Linked DNA regions of Ovis aries: region 1 is linked to region 2. The links are chromatin contacts, called in public Hi-C maps. All regions are on one chromosome and are shown on one strand. The core of a region is the stretch at or near the end of the contact, and the rest is flanking DNA. Distances in the headings are between cores, read along the strand shown.

The links. A called contact is a pair of places that touch in the nucleus more often than the background predicts.
Region 1: a contact with region 2 is called in a Hi-C map of tail adipose tissue, with 6 times the contacts expected there. The contact joins two enhancer-like sites. A contact is called at or near these places in 7 of 16 Hi-C or Micro-C datasets (hypothalamus, liver, mixed tissues and 2 more).

What each region holds. Positions count from the first base shown.
Region 1 is chr20:13,824,907-13,829,509 of ARS-UI_Ramb_v3.0, forward strand. DAAM2 (dishevelled associated activator of morphogenesis 2) reads left to right here. Exons shown (of 25, transcript XM_060403169.1): 16 at 2,496-2,602; 17 at 3,761-3,845. Among named protein-coding and RNA genes, the nearest start is that of MOCS1, 51 kb to the right of the region's middle. Within about 2 kb of position 2,970, at least 15 of the 54 cell types and tissues checked have an H3K27ac peak or open chromatin away from gene starts, as enhancers often do. A contact at or near this core is called in hypothalamus, where this site is marked.
Region 2 is chr20:13,224,835-13,229,536 of ARS-UI_Ramb_v3.0, forward strand. It overlaps KIF6 (kinesin family member 6), which reads right to left. Exons shown (of 21, transcript XM_060403167.1): 16 at 2,056-2,140; 17 at 760-895. Among named protein-coding and RNA genes, the nearest start is that of KCNK16, 31 kb to the left of the region's middle. Within about 2 kb of position 1,682, at least 3 of the 54 cell types and tissues checked have an H3K27ac peak or open chromatin away from gene starts, as enhancers often do. A contact at or near this core is called in hypothalamus, where this site is marked.

The sequences.
Region 1 (4,603 bases), core at 1,720-4,219, 600 kb after region 2:
GAGCCCTCCTGGGTCTGAGTGTCTCGGCCGATCTCCTCACTGCTTTCTGCCAAGCCCGGAGCTGTGGGTGACCCCTCCTGAGGGCAGACAGGACTGAGGGCATGGTGACAGCTCCAGGGCAGGGAGTGGGGCCTAGCCAATAGCCAAAGGGCTGTGGTGGAGGTGGGGCTCTGGCCATGCCTTAGGGTTCTAGAAAAACCCAACGGTTGTTTGCTTAGCTTAAATGTAGGTGCTCAGGGTGTCTGATTCTGTACCCCTAATCCAGGAAGCACTTTCAGCCCCATGGACGTGTCTGCCTGGCACGGCCCAAGCAGCCACTGCGGCCCGACGGGGGCCGGAAGAGGCTCTTCGGGGCTTTTGCTGCTCCTGTGATCAGCGCTCCTGAGCGGGCACCAGGGAGGGATGCAGAGGATGTGCGGGGGGTGGCGGAGGATCAGGCCTGGCCTCCCTGTATTTTGAGAGTCTTTCTCCAGGCCAGGGTTCCAGCCTTGCCTGCCCAGTCTCCAAGGTCCTGGGGTAGGACCAGGTCCAGTAGGGAAGGCGGGACTCTGGGGTTTAGGACAAACGGGGCCTGCCCCGACCCCATCCCCAGTTGGGGATGAGGAAGAGTTAAGATGGACAGCGCCCTGCTCTTTCTCCTCTGAGCCCTCTCAGTCTATCGCCCCATTTCAGAGCTGGGCTCACGCAGAGGACTGTCACTCTGCGGGTTGCCCGGACTCTGGGGGTTGAATTCACAGCTGCAGAGCTGGAGAGATCCCAGAGGCTGCATTGCCTCTTTGGCCTCCTCTTTCTGTCTTGGGGTCCTGGGCGCATGGGACAGGGACCGTCCTGTGCCCTCTGCCAGTCCTGAGTTGGTGACTTCAACCCCACCTGGGTCAGGAAGGGAGAACCAGGTGTGAGCTCTGCCCCCTCTGCTTCCTTGGAAATCAAAGGACAGACAGGGGGCAGAGGGCAAGGGACAAAGTTCAGGGATGTCTGCTTTCCTCTGTCTCAATGAATGCGACATGCACGTGCTTTGAGCTCAAGTTCAGTTGTGGTTGTCTCCCCTCCCCTGTTTTGGAAGAATGAAGTCATGCAGGGGTACCGGGATGCTCTATGTAGGAGAGGGAAGAAGTGCAGTCAAAGCCTGGGGTGGGCAGCTTGGGGGGCCCATCCGACCAGGAAGTGGTGGTCTCCCTGGGCGCGGGGCACACAGATGAGGCTGCCTGTCCTCCGCTTGGTCTGGCTTCTTTGTGAGTGCATGTCTGCTGGAAGCAGCTCGTGTTTGGTGCTACCTGCAGTCTCCATCTCCAACCATTGGGGGGGTCTCCCTTGGGGTGGGGCAGACAGAGTAGATGCTAAGGGGTCCCCATTCCTTTCCTACTACTCTTGGGTCCCCAAACCTCTTGGCTAATGTTGTGCATGTTTGATTCTCTATTGGCTGTGGCTGCTACCTGCCTAGGAGCTGATAACTAATCCTTCCCAGCAGGTGAGTCACTCTTGGGGCTCTGGACACTATAACTCTTAACCACTGTCCTGGGCTCTGCTGCCCTATACTGGGCTCAAAAGAGGGGGCTTGTCAATTCTACCTTCTGCCTTATTACTCATCTTAACAGGGTGGCATCAGGTTGGGTCCCCAAAGAAAAAGTGGAAATGTAGGGAAAGGAGCTAATGCAAACAGACCCCCACCATAAGGGAGGTAAACGTCTGCAGAAGTGAGGAGGAAGCTTCTGGGTCCGTTGTCTTACCCACAAGGCCCAAGGCAAGGCCGTCCTATAAGACTGCACCGGTTGGGCAGTGCACAATTCCAGGGGCACAGTCCACACAGGCAGTGATGTGAGAGGCAGCCCCTGGAGCATGTGCATGGAAGGACCTCCCAGAGGAGGAGCGAGCCTCCTGTGTACCTCATCAGGGCCCAAGAGAAGGCAAGAGGACGGTCTTTGATTTCTTGGGAATTGCCTGCTAGAATCCCAGAGGAGAGAACTTTGCAAGGAATTGTGCCTCAGTTTCCTCCCCTCTGAACTAGTGGATACTCTCCACCCTGGGCACCTTGGGAAGCACCCAGAGTCCTCAGGGGTCCAGGAACCATGGCCCTCTGGGGACTTGGAGCCAGCTTCTCACCATAAGATCGGCGAGAGGAGGCTCTCTGAGCAGGGTGAGGGGAGTGGGGGTTGATTGTCTGGGATCTGGCATGGGTCAAATCCCACTGCCCACAGCTATAGGGATCAATAACTCCCCCTCTAGCCTGCCCAGAGAAAGCAATGTCTGAATAGGGGGCTTCTCATTGCCCCCAACCCCTTCTAGCCCAGGCTAAAGTCCCAGAGCCTCGAATTACTCAGCTATTAACCACCCTCCTGTCTCCCCAGTCTTGTTCTCTCCTTTTGTTTCTTCCACTCACACCAGGAGCATTCCCTGGTTGGCACTGGGGTGGCTCATGGGCTGGGGTTGGGGGTGGGCAGGAAGAAGACTGGGGGAAACACACACCTCACCCTTGCCACTTGGCTTGTCGGTTGCAGAAAGAGCTGGGTTCCACTGAGGACATCCACCTGGCCTCACGCAAGGTCAAAGAGCTGTCTGTTATTGATGGCCGGAGGGCACAGAACTGCGTCATCCTTCTCTCCAAGTAGGTGCCCGCCCTGCCTCTGTGGCCCTGCCCCAGGGAAGGTTGTGGGTGGGAAGGATGCGCCCCCAGAGAGTGGAGGCCTGGGCTGGGGCTAGAGAAGAAGATGAGGGAGCTGAGTGCCTGGGGAGAGAGGGACTGGCAGACGGATGGGGTGGTGGTGACCTCTGGGCTCCCCCCAGCTCCAGCTATCCCCTGGGAATGGCAGGGCGCCCCTGATCCAAGCATCCTCTCCCGGGAGCCCCCGCGGAGCAGCGGTGCAGACTCTGCAGACAGGAAACTGCCCCAGGCATGAGGCCCCTGACCTGCCTGGTCGGCGTCTGGCAGTGGCATCGCTCTAAGCCTGCGGAGGGCCCCGCTTGGCTTAGGCCACAGAGCAGCATGATGTCAGCCCCCAAGCATTTCCCGCGGCTGCAGAACAAACAGGGCAGTATCTGGGCTAACAGCCTAGCTTCTGTGCGGGGGCCTCCCGCCTGAGCTGGGGTCAGAGGGCACCGCCTCTCTTACTATTTTTAGTGCTGCCCTAGGACACGCATCCCCACTTTCCTCCCACAGGGCCCCAGGGCTCAGTGTCTCCCCATCGATGGCAAGGGAGACTTCTGCTTGCCCGCTCCCGATGGGTGTGCATCCGGAGGGGCTGTGTGGACATGTGTGTCTCTGTGTCTGTGTGTGCACGTGCAGTGCGTGCAGGGGATTGCGTCTCCCTCTCCCAGTGTTGGAACGGCTGTGTGGGAGCCAAGGGGCAGCTGTTCTGTCTTGAAGGAAGCAGGAGCCTGCCCTAATGGTCTGCCCATATTCCCATCCTCCCATGGAGATGCTGCGGGTATTTTGGGCATGAGAAGGAGGATCGGAACTTTTTGCCCTGTCTCAGTCTACACTGAAGATGGCCCTCTTCCTCCCAAACGTCCCCATCAGTGAGGATGGAGACTCAAGCAAGAGACCAGAGTACTCACGTCTCTGTTTAGGGACTAAAATATCTCAGGCTCAAGTTATAGAGGGAACCGGGTGAGTTTAGTGTCAAAGGTTTTACCGAGCAGGGAGTGCTATCAAAGGTAAAGGAGAGAGAGAAGGCCCCGGCTCTGGCTTTGGAAGGAGGAGGCCAGGGGTCTGTCCTGGGCAGAGGGGCCAGGCCAGGCTGCTCAGGGTGGGGTTTTGCCATAGGTTGAAGCTGTCCAATGAGGAGATCCGGCAAGCTATCTTGAAGATGGACGAACAGGAGGACCTCGCTAAGGACATGCTGGAGCAGGTGAGGCCCCTGAAACTAGGAGGCAGCCGTATCCCTTCCCGACAGTCCCCAGGGAGGCTGAGACTCTTAGGTCAAGGAGAAGTCAGGCTGGAGGAGCAAGGGAGAGGCTCATAGAAACTTCCCTGGATCAACCTCTCTGAGAGGAGACCAGAACAGACTACATCTTTTCAGGGGCTTGAGGCCCCTAGAAAGGAAACATGAGGAGTGATTCCCCCATGAGTCTCAGGGCAAAGACAGTGGCCGCAGCCACGTGCTGCTGAGGGCTTCCCTGATGGCTCAGCAGGTGACGAGCCCGCCTGCAACGTAGGAGACACCGGAGACACGGATTCGCATCTCTTCCTCATGGGTCTGCTATGTCCTTCAAGAGAAACCCAGAAACTACCAAGCAAAGCCACCATTCGCTGGACTTTGAAATTAAGAACCCTGTTGATCAAAAGGCACTGTTACCAGAGTGAAAAGGCAAGACAAGCTTTAGACCTTTGCACAAAGAGCTCATATTCAGAGCAGAGGACTTTACAAATCAGTGAGAAAAATGACAGACAACCTAAAAATGAGCAAAAGATTCAAATAGGTGCTTTATAAAAGAGAATCTCCAAATGGCTCAATACCATCACTCATCAGAGAAATACGGTAAAAGATGTTCAGTACTATTAGCCATCAGAGAAACACAAAAAGTCACAGTGAGGGCGAACCAGCCACCCGCTTAAACAGCTAAAACCGAAGAGGCCAACAATGCGAGCTGTTGGCAAGGATGCGAA
Region 2 (4,702 bases), core at 432-2,931:
TTCCCTGGTGGTCCAGTGGTTAAGAATTCGCCTTGCAGTGCAGGGTACACGGGTTCAATCCCTGGCCAGGGAACTAAGATCCCATGTGCCGTGGAGAAACTAAACCCATGCGCTATAGCTACTGAACCTGTGCAGCACAACTAGAGAGTCCGTGTGCAGCAGCCAAGACCCCTCGGGTTGCAATTAAGACCCGGCACAGCCAAATAAATACATTCATATTTAAAAAGAAGGAAGATTTCTTTCTTAAAAAAAGACTAATATGATTCTATCTTTATAAAAGCATGTGGATGTATATGCATAAAAATATAAAATAATATAAGCCAACATGTTATATCGATTATCCTTAAGTGGTGGGATTATGGTAATTTTACCTTGCGTCTGTGTCTATAACATATATAAAATATATATATTATAACTGTAATAAGGAACAATCAAGTGTTGTCACTCCATCACAGGAAGCGACGGTGGCAAATCCCCCAGCTTTTGGGGAGCTGTGCACACCCCCACCCCCACCCCCACCCTTCCCTGGGTCAGTGAGACCCGGACCACTCACGTCCCTTGTTACTACTGAGCACTCACTTCAGGAGGCAGGGGCTGAGAGTGCGTTTGGTGTGGGTCAAGGCCCCTCATTCTTTTCCCTCTGCACGCCACCCCCCAGGGGAGGGCTGCATGTTCAGCCCCTCCCTGGCTGCCTGCCAGTCCCCAGGCTGCAAGAGGAGGGCGGACTCTGGGGCAGTGAGGGGGCACAGCGGCCAGTACCTGCAGGCTGGTTGCCTCCTTGGCCCACCAGGCTTCAAACTCTTTCTGCAGCTTCACCTTCGCTTTGTCCATGAGCAGCTGCAAATGCTCTATCTCCACCTTCAGGGCCTTCAGGCGCGCGAACATCGTTTTATATCTACAGTGGAATCAGAGAAGGGGGAGGGAGGGAGGGTTCGAGACCAGGGCGAGCCTCAGAAGCCCGGCAGAATGGCCGTGGTGCCTGAGGCCAGCACACTGTGCTGGTGTGTGAGCCCAGAGCCGGGCATTTCTGTCCAGAGGGCCATGGGCTCCCCTAGAAGGCTGGCTATCATTACTGGGCACTGAGGGGCAGGCGTTGCCATAGCCACTTGCTGTCTACAGACTCATTCAATCCTCTTCACCACGCTAGGATGAAGGTGCTATTATAACCATCTCCCCTTCACGGGTCTGGAACCTGAAACATGGAGAGGTTAAGGAACTTGGCCCTTAGCACAGAGCTAATAAACACAGGGGCCAGGGTTTGAACCCAGGTCATCCGGGGATAAGGGTAGGGTGAGAGGGTCCACTTGGGGTACATGCCTAGCCAGCTCAGGGGTAGGTGGCTTGGGTAGCAATGACATCATTGCCCTCTGTGAGCAAGAAAAGTTTCTTGTTTGGTTTCCCGCAAGCAAATCTCTCCAGGGCAGAGAAGATAGCCAACCTCTCTGCTGAATGCCTAAATGAAGAAATGAACCGAGATGCTTGATCAGTAAGGACCACAGGACTGTTTATGCTTGAGGCTCCCCGCTCTGCAGGTTAAATCATTCTGGGGCCCTCAGTGGCTGCAGGAGGGTCTGATGTTCTCCGTCACCCTGCAGGTACCGAGGCTCAGGAGAGGAGCGAGGCTGAGGCCCTCTACGGTCATACTCCCGGGCTCCCCTAGAGGGCAGCAGCAGACAAGACTAGCTACTTCCGGGGCTGCAGCCCGGGCCCCAGGCTGCAGAGGCTGCATGGCGCAGATGGCGACCAGCTCTCCCTGCCCGAGTCAGGGATCCTGGCTCTGGAGCCTGGCTGGGTCTTCTATTCCCCACTCCAGCCTCACCCTGCCACGGCTGGCTTCCTGCACCTCACGACTGCCTGCGGAAAGGTGGCGCCTCCTCCAGCTAATTTAAGACCCACTTCTCAGAGGGGCTGCAGGGCTGGGTCGGCGGGGTAGGGGGTGGTGGCCCCCTGCCCTGCCCCACAGCTCCAGGTGGTCCTGAGGGTCCTCTAGGGGTAGGGGTGGTGGTGGGGGTGGGGGGCAGGGATCAAGGTGTGTGCGGCGAAAGGAAAGGGCACCTTCTTTTCTCTTCCTCCAGCTGTGATCGCAGCTTCTCTTCCAGCTGGTCTGGCATCGAGGGCAGGGGGGTGTTTTCTGAGATACCTGGAGAAGGGAGATGCTGATAGCTCACTCCAGAGAGGAAGAAAGGGTAAGTGTGATGTTTAGAGCAGATGATAGAGTCATCGTGCCTCCCAAGGTGAGAGGAGACCCTGTGAGTCCCCGTAGGGTCTCTGGATGGGAGCTTGCTTCACCCGCCTCCTCTGGGTGGCAGCCTCTGCTCGGCCGAAAGGCCCCCAAGGAGGCTTCCGTGATCATGCTTTGGACATAAATCCACAGTCCAAAGCCTGTCACTGGAAGGCAGTTCTTCCTTATGTCACCATCAGTCCTTTCCCCATGGGCTTCCCTCATTCCTTCTTGGGTCATCAGTGAAGACGCAAAAGAGCATTCCCCCCTCTTTTGATACAGAGCCCTTTGTAAACAATGAAGGCATCACTAAAATGGCTCACGTCTCACTTTGCACCACCTAAGGTGCCGAATCCTCCAGCCTTAAACCATGTGCCCCACTTTTGACTTCCCCCTAAAACACTGCTTCTGAGCCTGATTAACCCAACACGCACTTGAGGCTGAGACCCATGCTCAGATGCCCTGTCCTGCGGGCAGTGTGACAGGACCTGTGCAAGTCCTAGGTGAGGGCTGCTACCCAGACATGCCAGCCGCTGCTGCTGGTTGCCAGGTTGCCCACTCTGGGTGCTACAGGCTTGTCTGGAGCCTGTCTTTCCATAGCCTGGTTGTTGGGATCTGTCTATCCTCCCAGGAGGCTTTTGGTGGTTGTACGGCATGTCTCACTCAGAAGGCATCTTAGAAGTCACACAGCCCTACTTTCTGCTCCTTGGAGGGGACACTCTACCATGGGCCAGGTACTTAATGGACAGGATCAGACAATTGCTCCCATTTTACAGATAAGGGCATGGAGGTTCAAAGAGGTCAACCTGCCCAAGGCCACACAGCTAACCAGAGCAGCTTGGATCTAAATCCAGGTTTGTTTAGTTGCAAAGGCTTTGGAATCAGAAATTGCTTCGATGACGTTTTTGAGGATGGTCAACTGCTTTCTGCCACAGTATTGCCAGGCACTGGGCTCACTGCTTTGCATGAGAACACAATTCATTGAGGGCAGCTCTGTTTCCTCTTTTTTTTTCTTTCTTTCTGTTTCCTCTTAATTGGAGCTGAGACCTGCCGCACTAACTTCTTTTCACCTCAACTTTGGACCTTTGGAGCATCACAGTACGTCCTCCTTAATCTGAAGATTCTTTAAATATTTTAACAGCAACCACCACAACAAACTGTCACATCTGTCTGGAGCTTTATTCTCAGGCTGACTCTGCCCAAGTCCCTCATCTTAGGGCTCAGTGACATGGTGACCTTCTAACTGATCGTAAGTATGGAGTCTGCATCTGGACATCATATTCCAGACAGGTCCAGGAGAGGCAGGGTAGAGGACAGTTTTCCTAGCTTTGAAAAATTCATGTTCAATATCTCTATGGGAGGTGAATTACAAGCAATGACCATTACTGAGTGTCTCCTATATTCCAGATCCTACCAAGTCCTACTAGGCACCGGGCTAGATGCTCTATTCACCTGATTGCTAATTCTCAAAATAACCCAGCAGGAGAGGCATTACCAGCTCATTTAAGTTAAGAGTCTGAGGCTCAGGGAGATCAGTAACTAACTCTAAGTCACTCAGCTAACAAGTGGTAGAGCTGGGATTTGAACCCAGTTTCTCCGGTTCTAAAGCGCTAAATGCTTAATACCAGGCAACACCCAGCACTGCTTTTGTGTTTCAGCAGTGTGGACCTTGTCATGGTCATGGCAGCTCGTCACTGTCTTCTGTTAATTTTGCAGTCGGTTGACACACGTTCCTATTTTTATGAGTGGTTGTCAAAATGCATTCTGTTTCACTGCGACTGTCCTTTGGATCCCAAATGCAACATTTCCCATTTATCAGGGGTTTAGCCTGCTGAGGGATCCTCATTCTGGCATGCCTCTATTCTTTTCCTTTTGGTTGCTTTTTATGTTGCTATCTAACTCACCGACAAATATGCTAAGCGGATTGGGATTCTTTTCTTTATCTGCCGGGCACCTGTTTCTCTCTCCCTTGTTTCAAGGGTCACCTGTCACTTGTTAACTGGCTGAGCAAGCGTCTCACTCCATAGACACCATAGACCTCCCAGCGGAAGTCTGTGCTGTCCCCCAAGCCGGTGCATCTAAGTGGCCCTAATGATCCAGACCGCCCATCCTAGTCGCCGTGGGTCCCCCAGACCCAGGTAGCGCAAGTCCCCGGGGGCAGGGACTGGTCCCTCTGCTCTTCGTTCAGACTCCATATCCAAGGTGCCTTCAGCGCCCACAGTGCTCATGGGCCCTGTCCTCTCCGGGGAAAGTCAGGCAGTACCTCAACGCCAAGCTGATAACTATGGGACTTGAAATGTGAATACTTCCTTTCCTAACAGTTTCAGCAATGGGCACATGTATCTCTGAGTCTGTTAAAAAAAATAGCTGTGACTCTTCTGCTTCCTTTTAACACTTTTCGACCCAGACCAAGGAACTCCTTGAGGGACGCAGTGAAGACCCTGCTCTGGGGGAAGTGAAAGTGTGAAAGTGAAAGCCACT